Regions from separate parts of the Mus musculus genome. Here regions 1 and 3 are each linked to region 2. The links are chromatin contacts, called in public Hi-C maps. All regions are on one chromosome and are shown on one strand. The core of a region is the stretch at or near the end of the contact, and the rest is flanking DNA. Distances in the headings are between cores, read along the strand shown. Region 1 has its middle 140 kb from the start of Gm24069. Region 2 holds the start of Etv1 (ets variant 1). Region 3 has its middle 120 kb from the start of Gm24069.

Evidence for each region. A called contact is a pair of places that touch in the nucleus more often than the background predicts.
Region 1: a contact with region 2 is called in a Hi-C map of cerebellar granule neurons, with 4 times the contacts expected there. The contact joins the enhancer-like site here to the promoter of Etv1 in region 2. A contact is called at or near these places in 1 of 39 promoter capture datasets (the 3T3-L1 cell line), 3 of 484 Hi-C or Micro-C datasets (cerebellar granule neurons and cerebellum) and 3 of 115 datasets of contacts at active chromatin or transcription factors (astrocytes, bone marrow-derived macrophages and embryonic forebrain).
Region 3: a Hi-C map of cerebellum shows a contact between it and region 2, with 2.9 times the contacts expected there. The contact joins the enhancer-like site here to the promoter of Etv1 in region 2. A contact is called at or near these places in 1 of 39 promoter capture datasets (hippocampal neurons) and 3 of 484 Hi-C or Micro-C datasets (cerebellar granule neurons and cerebellum).

What each region holds. Positions count from the first base shown.
Region 1 is chr12:39,315,774-39,318,473 of GRCm38.p6, reverse strand. No RefSeq gene overlaps it. Among named protein-coding and RNA genes, the nearest start is that of Gm24069, 140 kb to the left of the region's middle. Within about 2 kb of position 1,438, at least 4 of the 459 cell types and tissues checked have an H3K27ac peak or open chromatin away from gene starts, as enhancers often do. A contact at or near this core is called in cerebellar granule neurons and cerebellum, where this site is marked.
Region 2 is chr12:38,778,724-38,781,423 of GRCm38.p6, reverse strand. Etv1 (ets variant 1) reads right to left here and starts at 1,342. Exons shown (of 13, transcript NM_007960.5): 1 at 1,003-1,342; 2 at 445-576. The coding sequence starts at 489.
Region 3 is chr12:39,341,120-39,343,819 of GRCm38.p6, reverse strand. No RefSeq gene overlaps it. Among named protein-coding and RNA genes, the nearest start is that of Gm24069, 120 kb to the left of the region's middle. Within about 2 kb of position 1,374, at least 3 of the 459 cell types and tissues checked have an H3K27ac peak or open chromatin away from gene starts, as enhancers often do. A contact at or near this core is called in cerebellar granule neurons and cerebellum, where this site is marked.

The DNA.
Region 1 (2,700 bases), core at 189-2,688, 540 kb before region 2:
GATGTGACACCACTGGGCTGCTGCCCTTGCATTATATAAAAAAAAGCAGGCTGAACAAGCAAGGAGGAGCCAGAGAGATTGCAAACAGTAATCTGAAATAAACCCTATCCTGCCTGAACTGCTTTTAGTTAGTATTTCATCAGAGAATTATTAAGTGAACTAAACAGAGTCTAAGGGCCATCATTCATATAAGTTCCACACTAATGAGTCGTTGGAGTGATTAGAAATACACTCAGAGAAATATCTCTCTTGAGTTTTATCCAGTTAGGTCCCTTGCCTAAAGTGTCAGTCTCTTCCCATGGTGCTAAGCTACAGTAATTAGTGAGGAAAAGCACTTTGCCTAGCAGTTTCTATTATTTAAGCAATCGAGTAATTCTGTAGGGAAGTAGTCTTAAGGACATAAATACCCATGAGGAGTCTACTATGCTGGACAGTTTCTGCATACACTTTCAACATTTGAACTCACCCACCCATAAAGATTTTGGTATCCTTCTGAGTGTGAGGCTCCAGTGTCCTTGATAGGTTGTGCATGTGTCAACAAAATCCTCAGAGTATCACTCACCCAGGCCTTCCTGCTCCCACTACAGCTTGACTTGGCTCAAATTGAATTAAGATAGCACTAAGAACAATATATGCACAAAATCAAGCCAGTGAGATCAACCATTTTTATAGCAGGCAGCATCAATTAAACTCAGTGGGTGGAAAAGTAGGGAAAGGAAGAGAAGATGGCAGGACCTGGGGAAGGGACACATATAAGAGGGGACTAGAGAGAGTAGAAAGTAGAAGTTGGACAAATACATTGTTTACATGTGTGAAATTGTCAATGAATAACAAAAGACATTGTATTAAAAGAAACAAACAAGTAGGTGTTGGCTAGAAAGGAAAAGAAAAAGAAAAGAACAAATTAATAAAGCATGACTCCAAGAAAGTGTAAGAGTAGATTTAGAATAGTATTGGATTCCAGGGTATCTTGGTCGGGCCAGGCCCAGGCAGAGATCCAGCACCGGAGAGGGTGGGACTCTGTTGACATGTGTGGCTTCACTTCAACCTCAAGTGCCAACAGAACAGATGGCACCTGGCTGGAATTGTCCCTGGTCATGGGGGTGACATGAGCCAGACGGCACAGTGGGAAGCTGAGAGCCTCTGCCCTCCAGATCAGAAAGAATCAGAACATTGATCCCCATAGTCTTCAGCTTGCTCTCAGCGAGGGTAGAGCAAAAGTGTTATCAAATATAATATGACTGTATCTGAAGCATATATATGTGTGATAGAATAAAATAAAACATCAGTGGATTCATTACCTAGTCAAAAAACTAAACAGAATTTCACTACTACAAGTTCTCCACATTGGAGCTTGAGAGACTGCTCTTGCAGAGGACTCAAGTTCGGTTCTGAGAACCAGAACCAGATGGCTCACAAATGCCTGTAACTGAAATTCTAGATAAAACCTCCTGGCTTCCCAATACCTCTAGCCTCCACTGACACCTGGATCCACATCCACATGCACAAGTTCAACAAAGAAATATACACATCATGTAAATAAGAATAATAACACTCAGCCCTAAATGTATGTTTTCATTAAATCCTCCCCTTGAGGCTCAGGGGACCCAGTGGAAGTGGAAAAAGTTTGAGATCCCGAGGGGATGGAGGGAGGACACTAAGAAAAATGTCTCTCTAAATTAACAGGATAAACAAACATATGAACACACAGAACCTGAGGTAACATGCACAGGGCCTGCATAGGTCCGTACCAAATAGAGACTTAGAGCTGACAGAAATGGACACAAGTCCCCATCCTTAGCCCAGAAGCTATTTCTAATTGTCCACCACTTGTCAATGAAGTTTTAGTTTGCTCTAAGGGAGACTCACTGGGAAGACAAACCACTCTCAAGGGTAAGCTATATGCCCAGCAGTAGATGGCCTACAGAAAATGGACTCAACAGGCATCTTTGGAGGTTCATTGTCTCACAATGTTGTCAGGTTTTGGTTTTTTTTTTTTATATCTTATTGTTTATTTTTATTTTGTTTAGTTTATATTTTTTCTCTATTTTCCATAGAAGACCTTTGTGTATATATTATGGTTTCCAGTTAATATTTCTATGTGATTCATGAGTGTGAATGAGTGGGTCTTTTTGTCTGTATCCCTTTCTGGTGCTCTTTTCCTTCTATTTTTGTTTTTCCCTATTCTGATGTGTTTGTTTTTCTTTTCTTTTCTCTTCTCTTCTCTTCTCTTCTCTTCTCTTCTCTTCTCTTCTCTTCTCTTCTCTTCTCTTCTCTTCTCTTCTTTTCTTTTCTTTTCATCCCTTAGAAGCCTGGTTGTTTTCTACTGAGACACAGAAATGAGACGGATGTGGATGCAAGAGGAGCTGCGGAGAAATTGGGAAGAGGTGAGGGAGCAGAAACATTAGTCAGCATGCATCATGTGAGGGGTAAAAAACCAACTGGTTTCGTAAAAGGGAAAAGCAATGAAAAATAAAGTTTTAAGCCCTCATATAGTTCTCTGAGATTCATCTTATTCCCTTTCCCACATTTGGTTTAGTCATTCTTGTTTTGATCTTCATTATGTAGTGTATGTATATAATGTATATATGTTTATACTGTTTTGTATATCTCTTGTTGTGATTCAATATAATATAATGTTTTGTTTTAATATTTCTTTTTAAATTAAACACTTTTACTGAAGCATGTATTGACTTCTCC
Region 2 (2,700 bases), core at 93-2,592:
CCCCACCCGTAATAAGAGAAGCCAAAGGAAAACTGGGAAAAGTGAGAAAATGAGAGGGGAGGGGGAAGACCCCCCCCAAGACACCCCATGTAAACACAAAATTGTCAGCATTTGTCTCAACTTCGTTCTTTTCAATGTGGCAGATAAACCCAGCCACAAACTTTGAGTGCAGCTGTTGCTGCCCTCCGTCTCCTCTTGCACTCATCGTGGACATATTAACCAGAAGAAGAGGTCTTAAAACAAAACTATGCCTTATCCGAATCACTCAAAGGTAAGCTCATTTTGTAGATAGGGCTTCTAGAAGCAGAGTCGCCCTACAGTGGCAACAAAGCAGATAAAGTGTCTGCAGTCCCAACCCCCTGCCCCCTCCCTTCGCATCTCTCGCTCTCCCCACCCCCGTCCAAGTCAAGTTTATAAACAGCAACTTTCGAACTGATCACTCACGTTGGTGACCACGTAAGGCACTTGCTGGTCATAAAATCCATCCATTCTGCTCCTCTTCGCAAATATTAGCTCAGTGTTTTATATTTTGAGCATTTAGCTGGAGATTTCCTCGGGATCTGGACTTCTATCAACCTAGAGGGGAACAAGATGGCTTTTAGGCTTAAAAAAAAAAAAATCATGAATGAAGCTCTTGCATTTGCATAGCTAATTACCCTCGACAGCCCCATTCACAAAAATAACCCTCCCCTACGCCGCCTTCTTCACCTGGATCCAAAGAGAGCCAAGAGAGTTCACAATTTACATACTTTCGGTCGTATCAAAAATCCTAACAAGAGGCAATGTATTTATTTACACTCTGGATGCTCCCTGCTCGGTCAGTGTACCCCAGGCGGCTCTGATTCGCAAACGTGGGCAAAACTAGCAATGGCGATCAACGAGACTTGCTTTTCACCTAACGGGACTAAAGAGACGGAGCTACCTCTTTCATAAGAATAGTTTTTGCAACCCACAACCATGCAATTATCTGGAGAGACATAAAAAGTTGTTGGAAATACCCACCTGAAGGCCACGCTAGGCGAACGGCTGCAAAAAATTCCCTCCAAATTTAATAAAAACATTAATTATTGCCCAGCACTTCCCCTTGGAAGCCGAAAGCGCCTCTGACAGAGCTGAATTCGGTGGTTTTTCCTCTACTTCTCCTCCAGGGGCCTCCAATCCAAACTGATGGATCGCTGCCTCCCATTGGCTCCACGTCTCTTTCACAAGATCAGATTTCGGGCTGTCAATCAGGCAGCTTTCGGCCCCTTCCCTTGGGTCTCCTGCGCCCCTATGCCTTTGCGACCACTCTGGGAGAAGTCGCAGGGTCCGCACCCAGGAAAAGCCACCGAGGGAAACTACTTCCTTCCTAACTCGCTGTTTTTGTTAAAACCGGAGGGATACTGAAACCTAGTGTATCGAGTCAACCAGTTCTCATTCCTAGCGTTGTTTGGTCCATTATTATGTCCTTAAAGCACTGTCGTAGAGGTTGGGGTACAGATCGAGTGTCCACAATCCCTTTTCTCTACCTTTGACCCGGAGTCCACCCACCACACGCTCCAGCCTTGCTCCTCAGAAGCTTTCGGTCCAAGCTATTTTTTTTCTCCATTTTCAACACTGTAATAGGGCTTATAAGATTTTTTTTAATACATCTTCAACAAAAATGATCTCCTTTCGTCCGTTGGACATGAAAATATTGTAAGGAAAGCAAGCGGGAGAAGCTGCTTCTAAGGAGAGGTGGCGCTGGAAGAGAGGATCCGGAGGAGTACGTAGCAGAGTGGGCGAGGAAAGTATAAAAATCAGATTCATCCTGGAGAGTGCTGAGAGGGAAAAAAACCTCCAGTGGCCACAGAGGGGTGGGGGAGGACTTGGTAGTTCAGATGCCCCCCTCCCGCACCCCTCCCCCGTCCCCGCCGTTTCCGGAGCTTTTGTTATGTATACAGAGAGGCGGAGGGTGTCACTTACTGTACTTGAAGATTTCACTTCCTCCACCAAGAAGTGGGGGAAGAGCAGGGAGGGCTCGGGTTACAAGGACAATGATGGGACCTTTGGAAGCGAGAATCTCTCTGAAGCTGCCTGCCCACAGAGCTTAGTTCTGATGTGTCCCCTTTGCAGCCGCTGCCCTACCAAGAATTGGAAGCCAGGGAGGAGTGGGGCCGGGGCTTTACGGTGCTAAAAGTCACTTGAGACCCTGGCGGGGACCAGAGCTGGGGACTAAAGGACTTTTCCAGCAGCTGTTTAGCCCCGTTGAGCAATGTGCTGCAGTTCTCAATTTCTATTTGAAAGTTTCTTCCCTTAAATGGAACATGGTGGAAACATCAAAATGGGAGCGTGCGCGCCTGGTACTCCGGACCCGCCGAGAAAGAGCGTAGTTTATGACAAAACCACTCTGCGCTTCACCAAGGGAAAAGTGTAGTCTTCCAGGGCACACACAATGCTTGCCCCAAGCCTAGTCAGGGCGCCGCGCGCGTCCTCTTTGAGAGAGGACAGTATCAGAGCCCGGGCGAGGGGTGCGTTCGAACGCTACTAGACTTTGTGAGGGTGCAACCCGAAGAGGGGAGCACAGCGTGGGTAACCCGCCAGTCTGCAAACCCCAGACAAGGCGGTAACAGTTTCCAAAGCCTTTCTGTGAGGCCAGAGCGGGACAGGTATCCAGAGCAACCGGGAGAGGGCGGAGCTTCTCGAAAGGCCCCGGGAGCTTGTCCCTGAAGCCAATGAGGA
Region 3 (2,700 bases), core at 125-2,624, 560 kb before region 2:
AAAATATTCATCATGTCTCATGCATTTGAAAAGTTTGAAAGAGTTTGAACAGTATATATGTTAACGTGCAAATTATAAAGCATTACAAGGAAATGAAAGGAAGTATTTTTTTTCACAGTTTCCAGAGAAGGCAAGGACTAAGTAGGTTAGGAAATCAGCAGCCAGTAATGGAAATAATTGAATCCCCTTCTGTCTATAGAAGGGTGGTGCTATATGAAGAGATGAGCAAACATTCTTATTGTAAAAGTTAAAAGAGCTAGAAGAAGGAGTTCTTTGCCTCTATTAATGTACATGTCTATTGACCCCATTGAATTAAACTAATTTTACCCCACTATGAACAATTACAGGGAAGATTTTTGAGTGTGAAAACTTGGGATTTCTCCTGATTAGAATGTAGTTTAGGTGAAATTATATGAAGTTTCATAGATGTAATTCATTGAGCTCTAATGTGGTTTTAATACATTCCTAATAGTGGGGCAGTCCATTTCTGTATCTCCCAGTTCTTTTACACGAACCATTGTTCCTCAGCACCACACACCCAAGGAATGGGTCAGACAAAAAGGAGCCCAGACTTTACCAAATAAGCATATCATGTGGAACAAAACACCCATGGAAGGAGTTACAGAGACAAAGTTGGAGCTATGACTAAAGGATGGACCATCCAGAGACTACCCCACCCGGGGATCCATCCCATAATCAGCCACCAAACCCAGACACTATTGCATATGCCAGCAAGATTTTGCTAAAAGGACCTTGATATAGCTGTCTCGTGTGAGGCGATGCCAGTGCCTGGCAAATGCAGAAGTGGATGCTCACAGTCATCTATGGGATGGAACACAGGGCTCCCAATGGAGGAGCTAGAGAAAATACCCAAGGAGCTGAAGGAGTCTGCAACCCTATAGGTGGAACAACAGTATGAACTAACCAGTACCCCGGAGCTCTCGTGTTTCTAGCTGCTCATGTAGCAGAAGATGGCCTAGTCGGCCATCAGTGTGAAGAGAGACCCCTTGGTCTTGCAAACTTTATATGCCTCAGTACAAGGGAATGCCAGAGCCAAGAAGTGGGAGTGGGTGGGTAGGGGATCAGGGTGGGGGGAAGGTATAGAGAACTTTCAGGGTAGCATTTGAAATGTAAATAAAGAAAATATCTAAGAAAAAAAAGAAGAAAAGAAAGAAAAGCAGGAGCACGGCATGTCAACATCACAGCAGTGCAGTGTTCTACCAACCACCACGCTTGGTTTGGGGGCGTGGCATGAGACCTCACTGGACATATGAACCGTACACAATTCGTTCAAGCTGTGCTCCTTCCTACATGTGTTGCCCAAATCACGAACACCTTCTATTTCACAGGTCAACTCTGTAAGAATAGGCTCATAGTCTACTTACCATGATTATGCCCCCGTAAATGAATGATCATTGCGCTTGACTATTCAGTTGTTCAACTGCCGTCTGTTGATCTTTGTTTTTTTTTCTGCTTAATTTCTATAAATTACAGTTTCCCATAAGGTATAATTAAGCAGAATTGCTTAAGTTTTAATTATTGTGTATTATAGATGTTTAAAGCAACATTAGCACTTGGCTTTTAAAAATGTGATCGTATATTTATAAGAGAGCATTTACAAACACATTTACATATAGTTAAGATGAAAAAGGTATTTGAATTGTAGTCATTAGCATTTCTTCAAACATATGGCAGAGCAGCAGAGGCCATGGGCCATGCCTTCATTAACTGAACACTGTTTCATCAGTGTTTCAGCTTCCTGCTGTGCCACCCTGTGGCGTCCCCTTCTGTCCCCGAGGTTTCAGTAACAAGGGACAATATGTCCCCAAGGTGAAAATCTGGAAAATATAGCAGATTAGCCCTTAGAGAAGTTCTTATGATTATTTAATCATACCTAGATAAAGAACACACAGCACCATTAAACTGGCTCCGATGTTTTCCTGTTTGCTTCCATTTCTCAGCATCAGTGGCTGGCACTGACTGCAATGCAAAGCAAATATAAGCGAAATGAAACAAGGCACATTTAAGATGCCTTTAAAATGGTGGCCTGCTCCATATTTGAAGGTAGAATGGTCAGGCCTTACATAGATACATATTTTAAAAGGAGATGGCTACATAGGCAGAAGCAGACATAGCTACATAAGTATATGTAGACACATCTACATTGGTACACATATCATCAACTAATTGTAATCTGTTACAGGTTTTTACATGATGGAATTGAAACTCTTAAATAATGTTAGATATAAAAATAAAAATTATTTTTAAAAAAGAAAATTTCACTTTATTCTTTGAAAAAAGGCAAGTTTAGCACTGTCTTAGAAGTGCTACAAGCATGCTTTATTGGCATAGTTCTCTAACATAAAGAGGAGTAAACCTAAGAGGTAAAAACACTCATGGCAAAGTATTAGTTACATTTGTGCTCTATCAGCCAAATGCCTGTCATTAATAAAGGATTAGTTCCTGAGGAATCTTTGATTATAGAATATTTATGCCTATGAGATTTTAATTTAAGATAAATATATCAAGACAGCTCCCCTATGAACCTGAAAACATATATGTGCTAAATATAAATATTGGCACTCATATTTTTATATGATTAAGTGGTAGTCCTTAGTTTTCAGTAACTGAGAATATGAAGTTAGAAAACGATCATTAAGTTAAGCAAGTGATTGAAATCATGCAATGCCAGAGCTAATC